Linked DNA regions of Anser cygnoides: region 1 is linked to region 2. A link is a contact called in public Hi-C data. All regions are on one chromosome and are shown on one strand. The core of a region is the stretch at or near the end of the contact, and the rest is flanking DNA. Distances in the headings are between cores, read along the strand shown. Region 1 overlaps RIMS1 (regulating synaptic membrane exocytosis 1). Region 2 has its middle 7.4 kb from the start of EEF1A1.

The links. Hi-C and Micro-C count contacts between places; a contact is called where the count stands out from the background.
Region 1: a Hi-C map of liver shows a contact between it and region 2, with 2.2 times the contacts expected there. The contact joins two enhancer-like sites. A contact is called at or near these places in 2 of 7 Hi-C or Micro-C datasets (both in liver).

Annotation. Positions count from the first base shown.
Region 1 is chr3:90,736,477-90,742,158 of Taihu_goose_T2T_genome, forward strand. RIMS1 (regulating synaptic membrane exocytosis 1) reads right to left here. Exons shown (of 36, transcript XM_048077390.2): 31 at 1,204-1,436. Among named protein-coding and RNA genes, the nearest start is that of KCNQ5, 160 kb to the left of the region's middle. Within about 2 kb of position 3,860, at least 2 of the 3 cell types and tissues checked have open chromatin away from gene starts, as enhancers often do. A contact at or near this core is called in liver, where this site is marked.
Region 2 is chr3:90,243,250-90,248,324 of Taihu_goose_T2T_genome, forward strand. No RefSeq gene overlaps it. Among named protein-coding and RNA genes, the nearest start is that of EEF1A1, 7.4 kb to the left of the region's middle. Within about 2 kb of position 1,497, at least 2 of the 3 cell types and tissues checked have open chromatin away from gene starts, as enhancers often do. A contact at or near this core is called in liver, where this site is marked.

The sequences.
Region 1 (5,682 bases), core at 2,610-5,109, 500 kb after region 2:
TGAGCAATACAATATTACTTAAAATTGTGGGCTTCAAATACACCTACTACACAGCTATCATTTGGTTCAACTGCATGATTATGTGTTTTCTGGCTTAAAACTCTCCTGAGCAGTATAGAAAAGTACTGAAATCATTTTATTAAAGCTGACTGAATTTTACATTCTCCAACACTTTTACTGCTCATCTATAAATAACAGGAAAAAAAAAAAAAGGAAAAAAGCTAAGATATTTGATAATATAAATAAACAATATTATAACTTACCTTAGTTTAAATTATCCTGACTATATGAGAGGAGAGCTGCAGTACAATTAAATTCTATGCTAGGCTGAAGCTTTTCCGCTTTTCCTTTTCTTTTTTTTTTTTTTTTTTTTTCCCCTCCGCTTTATTTTAGTAACAAAGAACCCTTAGGGTCAGATCCTGCTCGCACTGAAGACAAGAGCAAAAGTCTTCACTGGAGTTCAATAGGAGAAGGACAGTGACTTTAAAACATTTTTTTTTTCCTTTTGTATCTTTCTGTATGAGCTTTTATTCCCTTCAGGCTATACAGATATTAAGCTTTTAAGATTTCTGAAGTAGCACTAAAGAGTTGGAAGTCTTATGTTCCTAATGAAGCATCATGCTGTAGTCTAATTTATCTGAATTCACTGACCTCATTTTGCCAGTGTTGTTTTTAAGGAAAAATTATTAAATTTACTTTTGACTAACAAATCATAGGTAGCTTTTAAAACCACATTTTTTGGTACTACAGGTATTATTACAGGTATTAACCCGTTACAAAACTTACATAACTGACATTCATTTGCTCAGATTTCAATTCCTCCATTCATATTCAACTCTTCCACTAAAAGAAATTTTCTGTACATAAAAGTCTGCTCTTACCCAAACCATTATCCACTGTTGATACCCACATATGTCTCTGTATCTCCTTGCCTACCTGTAAACAAGGCTTCTAAGAAATTAAACACTTTTCATTTATCAGGACAGAAAGTTGTTATGGTACATAGTCTAAAAGGCATTTGTATATGGTTTCTTGTAGATGCCTAATGATCAAAGAACATTAACACCTCAGAAATTCTTTCACAGCTGGAAATTCTTCTCTCCTAAGTGGACTATATACATGTAACACAGATGCCACAGATGAAAGAATGGTAAACCACGTCTGGTGAGAGTCCTGCATCTGAAGAGCGTGCGTCTCACTCACCTGTTTGGCTAAGTTGAGATGTGCTTCTGCTCCTTCGAGACACTATGGCAACCACTTTGGCACTAAGGCTGGAACGCCTTTTCTTCCCACCTGTTCCAACCGTGCCGACAGCCGTGTCCGACTGACTCCCATCATTGTGCTCCAGTTTATACATCTCTCCGCTCACACTTGTGCTCTTAGTGATTCTCCCTGAAGTTCCCATCCGTCTGCCTTGCATTTTAGGAGTAAATGTACTACAGTTACAAAGTAAAAACAAACATGTTAATTTGTTTGCGTAGCAGTGCTTCCAAAAACCTGTTTTTTTCATTTAGTAAATTAATTTTAAGTCTTGATACATTTTCTTTTCTTTTGGTTCTCATATATAAGCTTAATTTGGATACTCTTCAGACTATATATTTCCAGTTTTGTAATTTGCTCTTCACTTCTGCGAGGGAAAAGAAAAATGAATGCTTTCCCAATTGTTTTTCAGACTGACAGAGATACAGGCAACACTGAATTTCACATAGAGCCTTCCTGCATATATCCCCAGAATACAGAAAGCAATAAAACAGCAATTTTACTGCCAAAGAGAAAGGATACGGGACAAGAGAATACATGTAGGTTAATACATTTATCTTGTAGGCACTGTTCACAAAAGCCTTAAGACCTACTAGATATAAAGATATAATTTTCTGTATTTTCATATTTTATAGAAAGAAGAGATAACATGCAGTATTCTGTATGTTTTTGCTCTCTCACTTTTTTGAAAGGTAACTACAATACTTGCAGTATGAAGGCAAAGCAATTTTGAGGCAAAAAAAAACTAATAACCCCAAAGAACTTTTATCGATTGATAGAAAGACAAATCTCTCTGTCAGTTCTGTTTGTTTTTCCTTAGCTATCATATTACAATTGAATGTTTCTATATGAATCCTTTTTCTGATCCTACACATGGAGGCTGGATGAAGTATTCAGAAACGTGCTCTGGAGAACAATCTCAAATATGCACAGGATGTACTAATACACAGTCACAACACTGCAATGAACAAGCGATGCCCTTGCTCTCACGGTAATGTTGAGTTAGTTATCACTCTGCAGAGACATGGAAATTTAAGCTGCAGTCTGACTCACTTCAGATGTAGTTGTTAAATCAGCCTAACAAGGAATATTCATTGTATCATAATTTGGTATTGCTGATTAGTAGGCCTATGGGCAACATACTAGTGATGGCCAGCCCCAACCCCCCATCACCCTTAAAAAAGAAAGAGAAGGGTTCGTTATCCCATTGCAAGTTTCAGACAGACAGGAAATCTTGCCAGGGAGACATGAAGGGGTCTGTGTGAGCAGAGATGACATCCCGTGACTTTGATGGATCTAGAACCTGCTAAAGCATAAATCAGTTCCTTCCAAAGACACATCTAGGGAAGTTTAAGGTGAGGATCATATAAGTTGTGTTTTACTGACAGTTACCAAGATTTACTAATGAGTGACCATATGTAAGAGCTGATAAAAATAGACTATTTTTGGAAGAAGCTGGAAAAGTCATGTCCTTGAATAGGCAACACTTAACAGCAAGGGACTAACCAGTCTCTGCATAGGCATGTACCCGTGTTCAGCACTTAGGATCTGCCCCTGTTAATTTCAGATTAAGCAAAACAACTACAGCATTTGCATAAACAATGTGCTGTGTTGCACAACAGTGCTCATGAACACATTTCAGTGGACCACCTGAGGCATGCTCAGCTTAAAATAGGTTCTCCCTTCTTCCCTCCTATCCCATTGCAACTTTAGTAACTGGTTTTTAGTTTTGCACGGCAAAATGGAGGGACACATATTTTGACATTTCTATGTAATGTTCCCTTGTATTTTACTGGAAACTCCCCTCCCAAACACACACACACACACATATATATTCAGTTTCCTTAGGAAGTATTTTAACTACACTTTTCACTCTTCTGGAAAACAAAAACAACAAAAAACTACTTCTTTTCATTTAAAATTAGTATCAAGTTGAGTAAAAAATGCATTAGTTTCATTTTTCAAAATAGAGGGATTTCTCCCTGAAAGCTATCAGCAGGGAGTTATAGAACTTGTGATAATATATAAATGGCATTAACATCATCACAGTCTTAATGTCTTGACTGCAAAATCTTCTCACATGAGTAGTTCTTTTGCTTAAGCAGTAGCTTAAATCTTCATACCATTAGGTTTGTGAAGTACCCATGTTCTTGCTTTAATGACAGACAGATTTTCTAAAATATTTTAGAATCTGTAAGCACAATTTTATACAGATAGTCCAAATAGTAGAATTAAACACATGAGACTTCAATCCTGTTGGCTAGACTGACTGCTTAAAAACATGCACAGTACAAATAAGGTAGGTTTGGACTGAGAAGAGTTCTGAGAAGTGCTTCAATCAGAAGCATGTCTGATACTGGTGGAAAACATCATCCTGGGAGCACTGTATATTGCAAAACTCAGCCTTAAATACTGTTATCTTCTATTACTAGATGGTAATAGAAAGATAAGAATTGGTCAGACATGGATCAATCACTTAACTAACTGCCTTTGAACTACTGATGATGTAATATACTACCTAAATAGGTACACCTCTCATGAAACTGTTTCTTGTCTGTTCTATATGAATATAAAATTACTTATTGTCATCAGTCCTTAGTGAAATTTACTGTATACATAAATTTGCCTATGCCGTGCTTTTGAAAAACACCAGCACTATTGCTTTTTTCCCAGCTCTATAACAGACAGCTTTCAATTCAGGTAGCTATGCTTTAGTAAATAAACACTCTATCAAATGTGTGCTCACCAAACAAGCAATGAATTAAGTGACCTTTTTGGAACCCCTACAAGAGGAACTTTGTTACAGTTCCAAAGTTACAGACAGCACTTCTCAATCTGAATCAGTGTAAACACACAAATAATAAATATCTGCTAATCACACTTTCTTTCTTTACCTCTCCACAAACACTGCAACATGAAAAAATATAAATCAGGATTGCCTGATTTAGAACATAAATGAACATTATTTAATAAAATAATTATTGTAATAATTAAATATAATAATTTTATTGCAAATAATTTATATTATTTAAGAACATAAAAGTCATTATGTTTCAAATAGCAAATAAATTTTAAAAAGCAGTGATGAACTCTACAAAGTTTATGCTGAAACTTCTGATAAAAATATTTTTCTACAATTTGAAAAGATTTAGAGAAGTTTATTGTTCTTAATTTTGGGGCTGGATATAGTTCCATCGCTCTTACACAGATTTTTGGCTATGGCAAGCAAATCTTAAGAAAAGTTTTCTCTCTAAAAAGAAGTGGTATCACCTACTTGTACACTTATCAAAAAAATCTTAGAAATAGAGATCTAATGCAAAATGTGATAACGCTGTCTAAATATGCAAACAACCTGCAGCAATAGCTCAGAGTGGTGTGCACAATCCCTGTATTTAAACAGAACCATCGATCCCTAATTCTGTATAACTACCGATACTGGTTTGCCAAAATCATTCGCACATCAGCCAGTTTCTGAATCTTGAGTCCTTTTTCTTCATCAGCTGAGGAGAGAAATCCTCTTACTCATGCTCATAGGTAGCAAGAAGGCAACAGCATTCATTTTGTGGTGGAGGAAACACTGCCATTTCAGAGTCAGACCAAAAGTACAGTCTGATAACTGGGAAGGGCAGAACCTCACAGGTCTCATTTTCAAGGATCCTACTAACTACTTTGATTGGACATGGATAATTCCTTTCCACCAGTTCTTGGAATTGGATTTCAATGACTATTTCTGTGATGCTGATGATTCCTTCTATCCAAATCTTTCTTTCTTAGGATTTTGTTCCCATTTGGAGCCATAGAACCTTGACAATTCTGTAACTGTGTTTAGGAATCAATACTTTTTAAGAGAGAGAAGAATTGAAAATACCTCTTTCTGTTGAGAGCATCTCTTGACATTTAATTGAGCAATATTGGCATGTAGTTTATTGAAATATTCTTTTATAGAATGTATTGTTTACAGCAATAAAAATGAATGACCTATAGAATCTGCCATGCAATTAAATAAACAGTTGTTTATCCTACTACTGACTTTGCTCTAATAATTTCAAGCATTTATGGATATAATAAATACTAATCCTATGATATTTTTATGCCAATCTTTACTTTTTTGTACAGACTTTCATGCTCAAACCTCACATTATCTAATGATAAGAATTTAGGGGTCAGTGATGTCTACCAACTGAGAAATATGAGTTGATAGTATTGTAGATTAAAGAAAATCCCATTTTTGGAATATTAATTTCCAAATTCGAGGGCTATGAATTTGTGCTTTTGGATTAATGGATAGATTGTTTTTTTGAAGATACACCTAAATTTAAATTTTCATTGTTTGCAAAAGATAGAAGGACTTAAAAATTCACCTTAAAAAGATTTAGGTATTTGGAATTCAGATTAATCTTCTGCTTGTTTTTACCATACAAA
Region 2 (5,075 bases), core at 247-2,746:
GTAACACCTCCAAAAAAGCAGATCTATTTGAGTTACTGCTGTGTTGTTCTGATGTTTTGTTTTCCTTCCCTTCTTTAGCTGTGTGCCTGCTCTATAGGAATGTGTCTGTACTGCTTGAATAATCCTAACATGCTATTAACTTCTCTGTGCTCTGTTTGCTTTGGTTGGATCTTTGCGCCTCTTTTTGGCTCACATTCTGTTTCTTACAACAGTAAAATCTGGGAGCATTACACTCCATTTTTCAAAAGGATAGGTGTACTAAGTACAGTTGGAAGCAAGGGCTGGAGCACTTAAGTCTCTAGAAGATGCTGGAATGCCGTAAAGGATTCTCTTTGCGATACTTTAATTCTACTTCTGAAGGTTTGTTAGTGTCCTGAAGTATAAAACAAAACCGGGGCAGTTGTACCATTGCCGTAATAAAGCTCAAGTATCTTTCCAACTCTTTGCATGGTTCTTTGCAGTTCAAGATGCTTCCAAGAGAATTTGGTCAAACTGGTTGAGCAAAGCAAAAAGCTCTAATTGGGTCGAAAGGAAAAGCAGCTTTGGCACAGTTTTATCTACAGTGCAGCCTTGTATTAGATTTCTTGTGCATTCCTGTTGCCGAGCCTAACAAGCCCATGAAGGATAGCAGGATGTTTGGTTTGGCCGGCGTGGGCTGGGTATGCAGTATCCAGCCCTTCTGTTTGCAGTTCCTCTGTGTTCTTTGGACCAGCATTGTCCTAAGCTGGATGTACTCGCTCGGTTACAGTTTGGAAATCGGCTTGCAGTAAGCAACTGCTTCAAATTGAAACCTTCAGGTGAAATTGGGTTTGAAACGAGCAGTCGGGTGTTTGGAGTGCCTGTGATCCTAAGCAGCTAAAGCTGCAGGGAGGGCAACAAATACAGACAGGTTATGGAGCTAATTGCAGCTTAGTTAGCCTGTCGATGAGGAAAACTGCAAAACGTGGCAACTGCAGAGCTGCTGGGAAGCTGTTTTGTATTAAAATTGCCCAGCTGGGCAGGCACAGAAGTCAGCCAGTTGCTTTGGAAAAAAGCAACTTTGTAGTTTGGGTTCTGACTGTAGGAGAAAAGAAAACTGTAAGCCTAGAGGAACAGGCAGAACTGCAGCCAACAACCTAACATCGTGCACAATTAAAATACATGCTCGTGAATGCTCTGCCTATGATATTATCAACTGCTTTCAAGTGTTAAACCTCAGTTTTACACCAGTTCTGATTTTTTTGACTATTGTAGACAAGTTTTGCTTTCTATGCACTAATGCGATGCCATCTCAGTTCTTTTATTAATCTTTGACTACATGGGGAAATTGTTAGACTTTTGTAAACAATATTTGGGAATAAAGCTACTTTGGTCAAACTTTTAATAAATGTTAATAGTTGAGAACTGTGTTTGTCTTCTGACTGCTTATTTCTTTAAGCAACTTCTACAGCTGTCCTTAACTCTTTTCATACTGTCCTGTAACGCCAGGGCTATAGATACAGAAGTGTGAAAGCATCGAAATAAAGGGTGAGGTAGTGGAATGTAGAAAACTGGCTAGAATATTAACTTTATTTGGAGTTTTATTGCTGACAGGGGCAATGGGGAGCTGGAAAATTGAAACTAGTTTTCTTTCTAGTTGATGGTGCCTGCTTTAGGATCCTGCAGGGCTTTTGGTACACAGAAATATTCTAAAAATGTATGTGGCTAGGTGTTGAGGGACTTGGATACAACAAAGCCTTCTCTGCACGGAGCAGAAATGGAGCAGCACAGTCATTACAGCTGTAGCCAAGTAACTTCTCGCTCAGGGTTGTTTCCCTGGGTAAATATTTCAGACTGGAATAAAATGGGCTGTGCTCAGACTGCTGCCCCCAAGGTAATTTAATTATATCTCGAACCAGCACATGCTACTACTGGAGCAGTTAATTTTACTGAAATTAGAGATGAAAGACTAATTCACATTCTGATTGTAGGTGGCTTAATGTATGTTGGAAGGCAGTGGCAAGCTTTGTTTGGGTCAAATTACTGATTCTTTTTCTAATTTTTTTTCTTCATTACTTGGTCAAGAAAAAAAATCAGGAAACAATAAAACATACTGTAGCGCAATATCCTTTTCCTCGTTAGTGCTGTGTGATTCAGTGCCCATTTGAGAACAGCATTACCTTGGTCTGGATGACAAAAATAATCTGGTTTTCTCGTATATTAGTTAAACAGCTAGGTAGTGTCTGGAGGGGCAGGAGGAGGTTCTTTGTGGGCCTGGCCAGCCCCAGCAGTGCCTTGCTGCTGTAGTTTTTGCTCTGCAGATCACAGCTCCAAACACTCAATGCTCATTTTTGCTGGTGCCCAAAGTGGCTGAGCTTAGGAGCCTTTACTTGCTGTGAAGGATGGAGGCTGAGACTTTTTTTTTAGTTCTTTTTTTTGTGTGTGTGTTTTCTTTTTCTATTTTAAACCCTTTGTGCATCAATGCAGGCCAAGGTCATTTTTCCATCCTTGCCCTGCTGCTGTCCTTGGATGGGTGCGAGAGGGAAGGCACTGAGAATGCTGGAGGGTGAAGATTAAGGAGAAAAAGCGTTGGGCAACCAGGAATGTGTTTTGCTGTGAGCTTCCTTCAAAACAACACCGTTCCCTTCCCTTGCCTACCTTGATGAGGGTGGCTGCAGAACTTCTTGCTGGTTGTTTGACACCCTTTGCAAGGTCTCTCTCAGCCTGACATAGATCTGTTTATCTTTTGCTTCTGGATCTAAAATACTAAAATATGGCTGCTACCTCCAAAGCTCCTTTCTACCAGATTTTCTTCCTTCTCCCTCTCTCTCTTTTTGGTGCAAATTCCTATCAGTATTAACAACTCTGAGTTTACAAGATTCCAGACCTTCATTGTCAACTCCTCAAATCATTCATGTTGTTTACTGCACCAAATAATTCTTTCAGTTTAGGAATTTGGCCTTCTGAAGCCTTAGACAATAGCCAAATCATAAACTGAATGGAAGAACAAACAGAATTTAATGGTGACCATGGAAGATAACATTGGACCGAAATTCATTTCTCCTGTAACTCTAGTGCTAAGGGGGAGGCTGAACGTGCTTGGCTTCGGGAAGAAGAGGGCGTCCAGGGTGCAAAAGAGGTGAAAAAAAAACAAAGCAAAACACATCAGTTTCCAAAAGACAGTGGCTATGATTTCTTTTTTAGGTTTTCCTGAATCCTGTTTAGTGTCCTCAGGTTATTCCTGTATCATAAATCAATTACAGCAGTCTCCCCCCCCCCCCCCCCCCCCCCCCTTTTATTTTTAAATGAGTTTACTTTCCTTGGCTGCCTACTGATAATTCTTTAATCCTTTATGCTTCAAGTATTCACACAACATAATTCAAACCTGCCAGCTTCTCTGCACTGACAACAGTTAAGCATGCATTTTCCTCAAAAGCTGGTGGGTGAAATACTGGAGATAACATGGAGATAACTGGAGCCAGCTTGCCCCTAAGTCAGGGTCCTGTCTGTCCTGCCAGCAGCAGTCACTGTCACCTTTTCCTTTTTAGCCCACTGAAATCAAAGCTATATGAGACAAAGTGAAGGAGCCACGAGGGAGCCCACTGGAGCAGTCAGCGGCTGGTGAGATAACCACTGCCAGGCCACACCACGAGGAAAAGGCAAGGCAAGGTGACCTTCCCCTCCAGGAGGGCTTTTATTGTAGTTCTGACTGAAATTTCATAGAATCACAGCATGGTTTGTGTTGGAAAGGACCTTAAAGACCATCTAATTCCAACCCCCTGCCATGGGCAGGGACACCTCCCACCAGACCAGGTTGCCCAAAGCCCCATCCAGCCTGGCCTTGAACACCTCCAGGGACGGGGCATCCACAGCTTCTCTGGGCAGCCTGTGCCGGGGCCTCGCTGCCCTCTGAGTAAACAATTTCTTCCTCATCTAATCTATGCCCACCCTATTTCAGTTTAAAATTGTTACCCCCTTGTCCTATCCCTACACTCCCCGACAAAGAGTCCCTCCCCAGCTTTCCTGTAGGCCCTCTTTAGGCCCTGGAAGGCCGCTGTAAGGTCTCCTCAGGGCCTTCTCCTCTCCAGGCTGAACAACCCCAACTGCCTCAGCCTTTCTTCACAGGAGAGGTGCTCCAGCCCTCTGATCATCCTCGTGGTCCTCCTCTGGCCCCACTCCAACAGGTCCTTGTCCTTCTTATGCTGGGGGCACCAGAGCTGACAACAGTAATTTACATTTAAAAGAAATTTTCAGGTTCTGCTTATCTGCAGCCACATAGGCATATCTTAAGCAAAACCCCCATTTTTTTCTTTGATATATATATATATGTATATATGCATACATATTATATATGATTTATATATATATACACACATATAAAAATTGTTTATGTGCCAACTTTTTTTTTAATCGTTACCTATTTAAAGGGTCACTTAGGACTCCTTTCAAACTTGCAGTTATTCTTTTGAAGCTGGATTCTAAACAAGTTCCTCAGTAAATGGGGGGGGGGGGGGGGGAGAATAACAAATGGCTTAAGTAAATATTTAGTTTTATACGCTGGACTGTGGCTTTGCTAACAGGACATGGGTATTTTGGAGAAAGAAACATAGGCTCCTTTGGTGCTAAAGTTGTGTCTGAGTAGTGCAAACAAACCCTTAAATAGCCTTTTCCCGAGGAAAAGAGTAGATGAATTCAAGTGTAATGATACGTTTGCTGCTACTTGACTTTTATTTCTAGTAATAATAACTAGCATCATGCAGTCTGCTGATAGAGTTATGAACTGTGGCGTTATATCAGTCTGCTGATGCATTTACGAACAGCGCTGCTCGGAGAAGGAAGGGGGATGTCTGCACGTTCGTGGGGACCAGGAGAAAGGAAACAGCAAACCTGAACAAGAGAAGAGCTTCTCTGCCCCGCCACAGCCTCTTCTTTGCTAGGGCAGTGCCCACGACTCACTTCTGGGCAGGAATCCCAGGAATTTCCACATTAACAGCACAGCTGAGGAGGACTGAGACCATGGAGCTGGTCTGTAACCGACGCCCACCGGCTCCGGGCAGCGTCACCAAGCCGGCTGGCGGTGGCCTGGCCAAAGTCCTGCCAGGTGCCGTGGGACAAGG